Regions from separate parts of the Gadus morhua genome. Here region 1 is linked to region 2. Evidence: chromatin contacts called from public Hi-C data. All regions are on one chromosome and are shown on one strand. The core of a region is the stretch at or near the end of the contact, and the rest is flanking DNA. Distances in the headings are between cores, read along the strand shown.

Region 1 (5,653 bases), core at 152-2,651, 170 kb after region 2:
TGGCCGAATACGAAAGGGGCCGAAGAGGGGGGGAAACGTGTTTTGATTGGCTTTTTTTTCCCCGTTTTGTTTCCATATCGCAAGATCGCTCTCCCCCCCTCCCTCTCTCTCTAACTCTCTCCCTCTCTCTCTTATTCCCCCTTTCCCTCTAACTCCCCCTCTCCCTCTCTCTCTAACTCCCCCTCCCCCTCTCTCTCTCTCTCTAACTCCCTCGCTGTCACGTTCATTCCTCACAGAGGAAGAGGTTCTCAGACTCCCCCCCCCCCCATCCCTCCTCAAACCCAGGGGGGAGTCTCCCAAGCGGCCCCCACACAGACCCCTAAATCTGCCGGGTGACAGGCTACCCCCGTTAGGTCGGGATCCCGGAGAGAGACGGGAGGATGGATGTGAAGGCTGAGGAGAAAGAGGAGAGGATGGATGTGAAGGCTCAGGAGAAAGAGGAGAGGATGGATGTGAAGGCTCAGGAGAAAGAGGAGAGGATGGATGTGAAGGCTCAGGAGAAAGAGGAGAGGATGGATGTGAAGGCTGAGGAGAAAGAGGAGAGGATGGATGGCCCCCCAGAGCTTTGTCCCCCCCCCCCCAGCGCGGTGGGCCCAGCCGGGTGCCATCCATCTAGCGGTGGGCTAAAGCTCCTTTGTGATTTAATTGACCTTGATGGAGCGGTTTAATTCGGGACCTGCGTGAGCAGTAACAACCCGACCGCCCGGGCTGTTGAAGCTCTGTGTGTTGTTGATTTTTAGTTTTTGTTTCCTCTTCTGCTGTGTTTAAGAATTTAGATTTTGATGGAACACGTCCTCAATGTGCTCTCACTCAGGACCTTCTGACTCGCCGACTAGAAATGCTCCAGATAGAGCCCCTGGTCTCGTTCTTTAATCTCAACATGCAGCATTGGGAGTCACCATGATGGCCTCCAGTGTCAAACTGTGTTGAAAGCATTTTGATAATCCTTCTGTTGTTTTTAGTGGTTTTGCCTCTGACCTTCTCTCACTCCGTCTTAAACTCCGCTACATTTCTCACTCTCTCTCTCTCTCTCTCTCTCTCTGTGTCTCTCTCTCTCTCTCTCTCTCTGTCTCTCTCTCTCTCTCTCTCTCTCTCTCTCTCTCTCTCTCTCTCTCTCTCTCTCTCTCTCTCTCTCTCTCTCTCTCTCTCTGTCTCTCTCTCTCTCTCTCTCTCTCTCTCTCTCTCTCTCTCTCTCTCTCTCTCTCTCTCTGTCTCTCTCTCTCTGTCTCTCTCTCTCTCTGTCTCTCTCTCTCTCTCTCTCTCTCTCTCTCTCTCTCTCTCTCTCTCTCTCTCCCTGTTACTTAGTTTATTATATTTTATGTTTATTCTTGAATGCGCAGAGAATGCATGTCTTTAGAGTCCAACCCCTGAGGCCCTCTAACCGAGGCCCTCCCTCCCCAGGTACCACTACCCCATCCCCAAGGTCTTCTACGTGCAGCTGTCGGTGGGGGCCAATGAGTTCGTTGGCGAGGGACGCACGCGCCAAGCCGCCCGCCACAACGCCGCCATGAAGGCCCTGCAGGCCCTCCGCAACGAGCCCATCCCCGAGAGACCCCCCCAGGTACGCACGCGCGCACGCACGCACACACACGCATAAGCTCATATACACAAACAGACGCGCGCAGAAACACACGCACACACACACACGCACACAGGCTTGCAAACCCACTGACACTGCTTGCATACTCAGCCACACACACACTCAATTTTATCACATATTTTATCACATATTTAACAATATCTGCCCCAGTTGAGCTCCAACAGTCCCTTGAAGGAGGACTCCATCCCCTCCTCAGAGTTTCCCCGGCGGTTTGGGCGTATTATCTTGCCTCTCGCTTGAGGTCCGAGGCTCGTGAAGCCCTGTGATGAAATGCTGAGCAAACAACGCTGACATGTTTCGCCACGCACACCGGAGCGGGCTGTCAGGAGCGCGTCAGGGCAGCCGCCGCCGCCGCCGCCGCATGGATCACTGAACATCAGCTGGCGTTCCTCTTGAAGAGGAAGCGTAGACCGCAGCGAAACGGCGTAAATCGACACAATTAAACCTTCATCATGACATCCCCACACCTCCCTACCCCCACCCCCGCCTCCACCAATCAGCCTCCAGCCCAACCTCCCTCCGCCTCATTCTTCTGCCTGGAGAAGGTCACTCCAATCATCCCTCCGAGGTAATGCGGCCACATCCATCCTCCTCCTGTCCCTGCCACGTCTCCCAACTCATTCCCACCCCCATACTGTTTCACCTCCGATGACCTCCTCCTCCACCACCCTCTCTCTCTCTCTCTCTCTCTCTCTCTCTCTCTCTCTCTCTCTCTCTCTCTCTCTCTCTGTCTCTCTCTCTCTCTCTCTCTCTCTCTCTCTCTCTCTCTCTCTCTCTCTCTCTCTCTCTCTCTCTCTCTGTCTCTCTCTCTCTCTCTCTCTCTCTCTCTGTCTCTGTCTCTGTCTCTGTCTCTCTCTCTCTCTCTCTCTCTGTCTCTGTCTCTGTCTCTGTCTCTGTCTCTCTCTCTCTCTCTCTCTCTCTCTCTCTCTGACAGAAAACTCTTCTCCTTTGGATGAAACGTCAATATTAATTTGCGATTGTCTATTATTTTATTCCTTTTTTTTTTCCAGTTATTACGATGGATAATTCGACACACATAAACACACACACACACACACACACACACACACACACACACACACACACACACACACACACACACACACACACACACACACACACACACACACACACACCCCGGACTGATCCCAAAGTACCTGCAGGCCGTCTCTCCCCTACCTCTTTGTGTTCTCTCTCTCTTAGACCCGGTGTTATCGTTTCAACAGAATCAAATTCACCCACATCCCCCCTCTCTCTCTCTCTCTCTCTCTCTCTCTCTCTCTCTCTGTCTCTCTCTCTCTCTCTCTCTCTCTCTCTCTCTCTCTCTCTCTCTCTCTCTCTCTCTCTCTCTCCCCGTCTATTGCCTTGTGGCGTCAGTGCCCATATAAATGAACCCTTTGTTAGCGCTTGCTTTACAAATTGAGCCTCATTGTGTCTACCACTGCATATGCGTTTGTATGTGTGCGTGTGTGTGCGTACCTGTGCGTGCGTGTGTGTGTGTGTCTCTGTCAACGCCCAGAGGACGATGATATTGTTTCGAGTCCCTATGGGCATACATGTCGACTTATTGTTATGTAGAGAGTCCCAGGAGAGCCTCTCTCGCTCTCTGTCTGTCTGTCTGTCTGTCTGTCTGTCTGTCTGTCTGTCTGTCTGTCTGTCTGTCCGTCTCTTTCGCTGTCTTTTTCTCTCTCTCGCTGTCTCTTTCTCTCGCTGTCTCTCTCTCTCTCCCTGTCTCTCTCTCTCTCTGTCACTGTCGCTCTCTCGCTGTTTCTGTCTGTGTGTCTGTGGGTCTGTCTGTCTCTGACCTAACCTGCTAGTGCTGTAAGAAAGCACACAATAAAAGCCCATAAAATAGCTCTTATTCATGTTTCGGCCGCAGGTGCATAGTGACCCCCCCCCTACACGATGTGTGGGAGGATGGGCAGCAGTGGGGAACAAACCCCCCAACCGTCTTTGTGTGGGGCTGCCTGTTGTTTTATCGACTTATTGCGCTGAATTGAACATATACCTCTGGGTGCTAGGAGTATTGGTATTGCTTTGTTAGGGGAACATCTGGTTGCTGGTTGTATTTGAGCGGAGTGGTTAATGTTCTATTTGTAGTGAATTGGTTTGATGAGCTCAAATGTGTCCCCTTATTGATAAATAATGCACCCCCTCGGAATATTATAGACCAATCAGAATCAAGTATTCCACCATGCTAGGATACAGGTAAGGGATAGTGTACATTGAGCCAGTTATTATCTGAAATAAACAGACAGGGGGAAGCAGGAGCCAAACGTGAAGCGAAGCGCGGCTTGTACCATCCTTTAGGGGTTAACATCTTAATTATGACTCGCTGTAAATCATCCTGCAGATGACATGGCTTCATACTAAATAAATCATAATTTCACTCAGAATATAAGAACCAACAAATCATTTTATTGATTATTAAATGATCTATTGCATCTGCTCAAAATATGATCTTATGGGTTAGGAATTGGCATTCATGGCGTCTGTCTGTTATTCCTAGCAGCGGCCTGTTTCACAGAGATATCAGATCGTTGACCAATCAGAAAAGAGTATTCATCAACGCTGTGTTGAGGTTACCCGGCGCAACACAAGCAGAAAGATCTGCACAACACGAGAGGAAAGATTACACAACACGAGCAGAAAGATCTACACAACACAAGAGGAAAGATCTCCACTACACGAGCAGAAAGATTACACAACACGAGCAGAAAGATTACACAACACGAGCAGAAAGATTACACAACACGAGCAGAAAGATCTACACAACACGAGCAGAAAGATCTACACAACACGAGCAGAAAGATCTACACAACACGAGCAGAAAGATCTAGACAACACGAGCAGAAAGATCTAGACAACACGAGCAGAAAGATTACACAACACGAGCAGAAAGATCTAGACAACACGAGCAGAAAGATCTACACAGCACGACCATAAAGATCTACACAACACGAGCTGTGCTGCAGTCGCTGCGGTTTCAGTGACGTTAGTTTGACCACAAAGTTTATTGTCGTCTTTTCCCTGGGGTCTCGTGCATTCGATACATCCATTCAGCAGCCAGTAGACCAAATTATGCCCCATTATACTGTCATGGTTACAGACCTTTTTCTTTCATGACTCCTAATTACACCTACAGAATGCATCAGTGTCCTAGCGCACAATGCACCTCAACGCACCGACCGCATGCTTTGTCCGGCCTTCATTGAGCCAGAGAAGGCCGGTCTGATGTGTGAAGCACACCACTCGCAAAGGAAACATGGATGCACATACATCTTGACACGTTTTTGACTAGTCCATGCACACACACATATAACACGGCTGTACGTTTTTTTGGTACTTTTTTGCACATACCCGCACAAGCACACACACACGGTGACAGGTTGTCTCTGAGAACAGTAATGCTTGTCCTGCCTTTAACGTTCATCCTCTTTAAAGTGCCCTGACTCTGGTCAAAGTAACTTGAACCAGCCTACATCTCACTGGAGAAAATAGTTGTAGTTGCACAGTAGTTGTACACTTGTCATTATTCACCGAACCAGTGATGGTTTAAACTATTGAACATAAACTACCTCTGCTCCCCTCGACCTCGGTGTTGCTGAGCGAGAGCCGTTTCCGGGGGAACGTGACGAGGCCACAGCCCTCGTATGTCCACACTGTTCCACCTTTCTCCTTTCATGGGCGGGTTTCCCAAAGAGTCACTGTGTTGCTCCAGTACAGGTCCCTTCTGGGTTAGAAGTTGTGACATCGGTCTGACATATTGATCTATGTGAAAGTGTACAGACTCCGTTGTATGCTAGTGGTTTAGATGGTTTCATATTTTGAATGGTGTATTTTTGCCCACTTTATTCCATCACACTGATGCATTCATCCACTTATTAACTTAAGTGCTAAACTCCTTATATCAATCAAGAATGACTAAAGAGTGTCGGCTGATGCACAGTCCCCTTCCATGGGCCTGAGGTGTCCAACTGAAGGACATTCGTGAGCTCTTTTGGAAATGCTAATTATTGATTCAACATTCTGCAGGGAGAATTTTAACGTCTT
Region 2 (4,995 bases), core at 451-2,950:
GTCTCGACGAGTTGCTTCTGTTGTCTATGCCCTGTTGTCTGTCTGTGTGTCTTTCTGTGTGTCTGTACACGCTCTGATCTGATCCCTCGCTCTGTACTTCCCTGCTGCTCCTCTCTACTCATCTTAAAATCACACCGCGTCTCACATGCTTTTATCCTGTCCAGCCGTCCGCGGTGGGACCCAATAGGACCGGAGAGAGGAGCGCCTATCAGAGGGAAGCGGCCGGATCCACACACACACACACACACACACACACACACACACACACACACACACACACACACACACACACACACACACACACACACACACACACACACACACACACACACGAACACACACACACACGAACACATGCACACGCACACGCACACGCAAATACAACCCGGGTGGAGGAGGAGGAGGACTGTGATGGGAAAGACCAATGAGACCATTCACGCCGTAATGCGTAATTTGGTGGAATTTACTTTTTTTCCAGAGCTTCTCAATTCCTGAATGTAGTCCTGGTCATCATTTCGATCTTTTTTTTTTGATAGTCTACATCGGTTCAGGCCAACACGTAACGTTTGAAATTATTTGTATATAATTTGATCAATGATCAAATAATGTCACTGATTACAATTATGTATGGGTTTAAAAATAGTAGCGACAGAAATCCTATGTGTAAAATATAAAATAGGCTTAGAGCATTAATAAACTTACTCTCCTGGGAATGTTACAAAACAGCCCACAGCTGCCGGGGTATCCAGAGTTAGTAGGCCTACGTCGTGTATGGTTATATTGTGATATAAGATTCGATTACATAATAAGAAAAAGGCAATTTCTAAATGAACGTCAAGTTTGCTGTGGTTTACGATCAGATGCGTTCTCTGTGAAATAGGTGTCATACGGAGAAATGACCATTTATTTTACAATACACAGATTGGGAAGTGGCCTATCCAAGTTAGAATTATTCGTCATACATGTTTGGCCTTTAACAGTATAGCTAATGCATAAGCCCAGTTAACCAATATTTAAATAATTGCGATAAAATTATCTCTAACTCCTGTCAATTCACTGTGACGGTCTCAGATGATATACGAAGTAATCAATGTGATGATTTCACCAACACGTTATGATCCCATATTTATTTATTTTTTTTAAAAAGCTATATTTGCGCCCTTGATGTAAATAATACTCTATGCGGTGGCCCACTTAGATATATGGATGTGCTCTTGAAACATACTGTACTTTGAGTTGGAGAAATGTTGGAGGGCAGAGTGTAGCGTTGGCGCCACTTGCTGGCCACACGAGGTGCTGCACCACACAATACTTTACAGCTTCTTCAGTAGTCTCAAGAATCCCTATCAGCTGGTTCAATGCACGGCAACAACATGACCTGCCCGAGGGAAGTCGGTTCTAGGTTTTTGATCAATGCCATGAGGGATAACGCTGCATTTATCGGAATGAATCAGCCTTTATTGAATCAATAGTTTCCGTCAACATAATTGATAAAATATATAATCCAACATAACAAATATAAGGCGATATGTTTTCCTTTATTTGTGTTATTCTTCAGAACTCCTACGCAATAATATAATTTCTACCAAATCAATGATATGCCTGCATGGTAAGATAAGTGAGTACGTGTCATGTTTGTGTGTATTACGGTAATATAAAATAATAATACTAAACGAGCAGAAATAAATCCATACAAAGTTGTGCATTGTGATTCAGGCAGCGCGCAGGGCAACATCCGGTGTCCTCGCTCTTTTATCACAGACATGCGCAGACAGGATTTTCTCTTTCTCGGTGGACACAATGGCGGACGCAGAGTGAGTACTTTTCCTCTGTGTTGAAATCCATGTCCATCTAAGTTTAAAACTGCCATCAGGCGTTTTGGTCATCCTTGTATACGTTTAATTAGTAGTCATCCCGGCTAGGACATCATATATTGTGGATGATATTGTTTTAGAATAGTTTTAATGCCAACCAACCTATTGCTGCCTGTAGCCGAGTAGCTTCACCCAACATGTCCGGACTACTGACTGTCTTAACTAAACGTGTTGTCGGATCTCCTGTCGATTTTAGTCTATGACCAAGTTAATTAAACGTTTGCATACTGGGTGTCTTTTAATAACAATTGGTTAATATACATGACAACGAAATGCCGGTGAATTGCTCGTAGATTGCTAATGCTAGGCTAACCATGTTGACGGCGTTGTCGCCCCTCGTCAACGTGGCGTAATACACCGTAAGGAACACCTGCCTTATCAACTCTACTCTAAGTGTTTTAAACCATCTTTATGTTCTCCTAGAAAAAAGGTACCGGCGGTCCCTGAGAGCCTTTTGAAAAGGCGAAAGGCCTTCGCCACCATGAAGGCCGTCCGCATCAAGAAGATGCTCGCTGAGAAGAAGGTGAGAATGCACATGGCTCCCGCACGGTCCCACAGATGTCTGCATGATGCACAAATGGGTCGCCCATTTGTAAACAGACGTACTTATCACGCACATGTCATGATCTGTCCTTGTCTTGATACCTGTCGCACTCATAAGATAACTAAACTAACGGGTCAATGCTGGCTGCTAGTCTAATGTGGTTAATGATGACTAATTTTTTTCCCCATCTTATCGAATCTGGTGAAATCCAAGCTGAAAATAAGCCAATTTTGTCTGAAACCACATCTTGGACATTAGGGGGATCTTCACGGTGGTGCAACAGTGTGCTGCCTTGTTACTTTCTCACGATTCCACTGATGTCTCTATGGATACCAAGGAATGCCTTGTCATTAGTCGCCCATACGAATACACATGTACTCATCAAGGCTTCTTGTTTTTGTCGTCTGATGTTAGACTCGCAAGGTGACCAGGAAGCTCATCTACAAACGCGCCGAGGCGTACCACAGGGAGTACAGGAACCTGTACAGGCGTGAGGTCCGTCAAGCCCGTACCGCCCGCAAAGTGGGAAACTTCTACGTCCCCGCCGAGCCCAAGCTGGCCTTCGTCATCAGGATCCGAGGGTAAGACATTGTCTCCGTGTGTTTTTATATTGATGGTCTGATGCTGTTGCTTCAATGGGCTGAAGTTATGCTTGGTGGTTTATGATTAACATTCTTTCCCCGGCTGATCGACTATGATGGAAACACTATTTGTTTAATAAGCCAATATTTATGAAACCACTTGTCTGAGTGCACTGATGTTTGTATGAAGCGTCCTTTCTGATGCTGACCGCTGAACTCTGCTTCCCAGTATCAACGGCGTCAGCCCCAAGGTGCGCAAGGTTCTGCAACTGCTCCGTCTCCGCCAGATCTTCAACGGCGTGTTCGTCAGGCTGAACAAGGCGTCCATCAACATGCTCAGGATCGCAGAGCCCTACATCGCATGGGGGTAAGATGGCAGCATCCATCTTTGCCGTGTTAAGTTATCGACCTCATGCTTTGAATGGTGCATGGTCCTGACCCTTAACCTTTAGGTACGTTCAGTGTCCTCAATAATGACCCAAAGATGACCAATATGGTTCTTAGATTACTGACCAATGTGGTCAGTAATCTCACTTATGTGGTTAATGATGACCAATTTTTTTCCCCATCTTATCGAATCTGGTGAAAACCAAGCTGAAAATAAGCCAATTTAGTCTGAAACCACACTTTCTTCACATTTCTCGTGTTTTTAAGACTAAAAGATATCCAGCCCTGCCTTGTACCACTCTGCAGTATGTGTATAACTCGTGGTTCAATCTTAATATGGTTGTCATAATTTCCCTCGTGTGCCCATCGCTCAGATACCCCAACCTGAAGTCTGTCCGCGAGCTCATCTACAAGCGTGGATTCGGCAAGATCAGCAAGCAGCGCATTGCCATCACAGACAACTCCCTCATCGAGAAGACCCTTGGTAATTATGGTCATCAGTCTGGATGTCCATCATGCATGCCAAACCATGTAAATATGTTTTTATACATTGATATAGTCAGTAAGAGAAGGTAGGGTTATGACTTCATGATGTGTTTAGTGATGCTCAACTTTTTTCCCCGTCTAATCGACCATGGTGAAAGTCAATTGAAAATAAGCCAATTGTGTCTGAATCCACATCAGTCTTTTCACTATACTCCATAAGATGGTTTTGGTGATTTACATCAACAGTAAATAGTGCGTGTCCTCTTACCAGTAACATTGGTAGAGAAACTAAAGCAAACCAATGCTAATCAGTCGTAGAGCTTACCTTGCGTTGGGCCTAATGTTGTCCGCTCTCCTTCAGGCAAGTATGGCCTCATCTGCATGGAGGATCTGATCCACGAGATTTTCACAACCGGGAAGAACTTCAAGGTGGCCAACAACTACCTGTGGCCCTTCAAGCTCTCCTCCCCCCGCGGCGGCATGAACAAGAAGACCACCCACTTCGTGGAGGGCGGTGACGCTGGCAACAGGGAAGACCAGATCAACAGAATGATCCGGAGGATGAACTGAACTGGTGAGATTGTGTGTCGCACTTGGTTATAGTGTATAGATAGATAGATGGATGGATAGATTTTTGGGAGGCCTGACATGCGCCTCCCAAAAAGGGCTGTGATTGGTCCGCTAACCGAAACGGGTTCATGACTGCGTCGAAGCGTCTGCCTGGTCGTTGCGTGATCGTGGAGCCGTAATCAGCCCTTAAGTTGTGCTGTAGTCTAGCTATTTTGGTTGTATACGGCGAATGGGTGAACCTAGCGATTGTTAGCGCTTTGAACTCGGTTCTATGAACATCCTTACCGTACGACAGATTGTTTCGCCTTATGATGAATGTACTTATTGTAACTCGTTTTGGATAACGGCGACTGGTAAATGTAAACTCTACAGGGGTCAGGCCAGTGTTGCTTTAGCGATGCTGATCAGTCAATGATGGCTATTAGTCAGATGTGGTTAATGATGACATGACATTAACAAGTATTGGTTTGATAATTATACGGCATCTGGCATAAAATATGTGCAGCTGTGGCCTAAATCACAAATAAAATCTTGGACTAAAGTAACTGATCTT

What was found. A called contact is a pair of places that touch in the nucleus more often than the background predicts.
Region 1: a Hi-C map of heart shows a contact between it and region 2, with 5 times the contacts expected there. The contact joins the promoter of LOC115536891 here to the promoter of rpl7 in region 2. A contact is called at or near these places in 3 of 6 Hi-C or Micro-C datasets (blood, gill and heart).

Annotation. Positions count from the first base shown.
Region 1 is chr23:24,519,476-24,525,128 of gadMor3.0, forward strand. It overlaps LOC115536891 (double-stranded RNA-binding protein Staufen homolog 2), which reads left to right and starts at 1,402. Exons shown (of 8, transcript XM_030348352.1): 1 at 1,402-1,561. The coding sequence starts at 1,508.
Region 2 is chr23:24,345,228-24,350,222 of gadMor3.0, forward strand. It overlaps rpl7 (ribosomal protein L7), which reads left to right and starts at 1,701. Exons shown (of 7, transcript XM_030348369.1): 1 at 1,701-1,814; 2 at 2,298-2,397; 3 at 2,833-2,999; 4 at 3,229-3,366; 5 at 3,761-3,870; 6 at 4,234-4,446. The coding sequence starts at 1,801. The coding sequence ends at 4,442. It overlaps LOC115537857 (small nucleolar SNORD12/SNORD106), which reads left to right and starts at 2,573; the gene lies at 2,573-2,665. rdh10a (retinol dehydrogenase 10a) reads right to left here and starts at 185. Exons shown (of 6, transcript XM_030348367.1): 1 at 1-185. LOC115537860 (small nucleolar SNORD12/SNORD106) reads left to right here and starts at 3,535; the gene lies at 3,535-3,627. It also overlaps LOC115537858.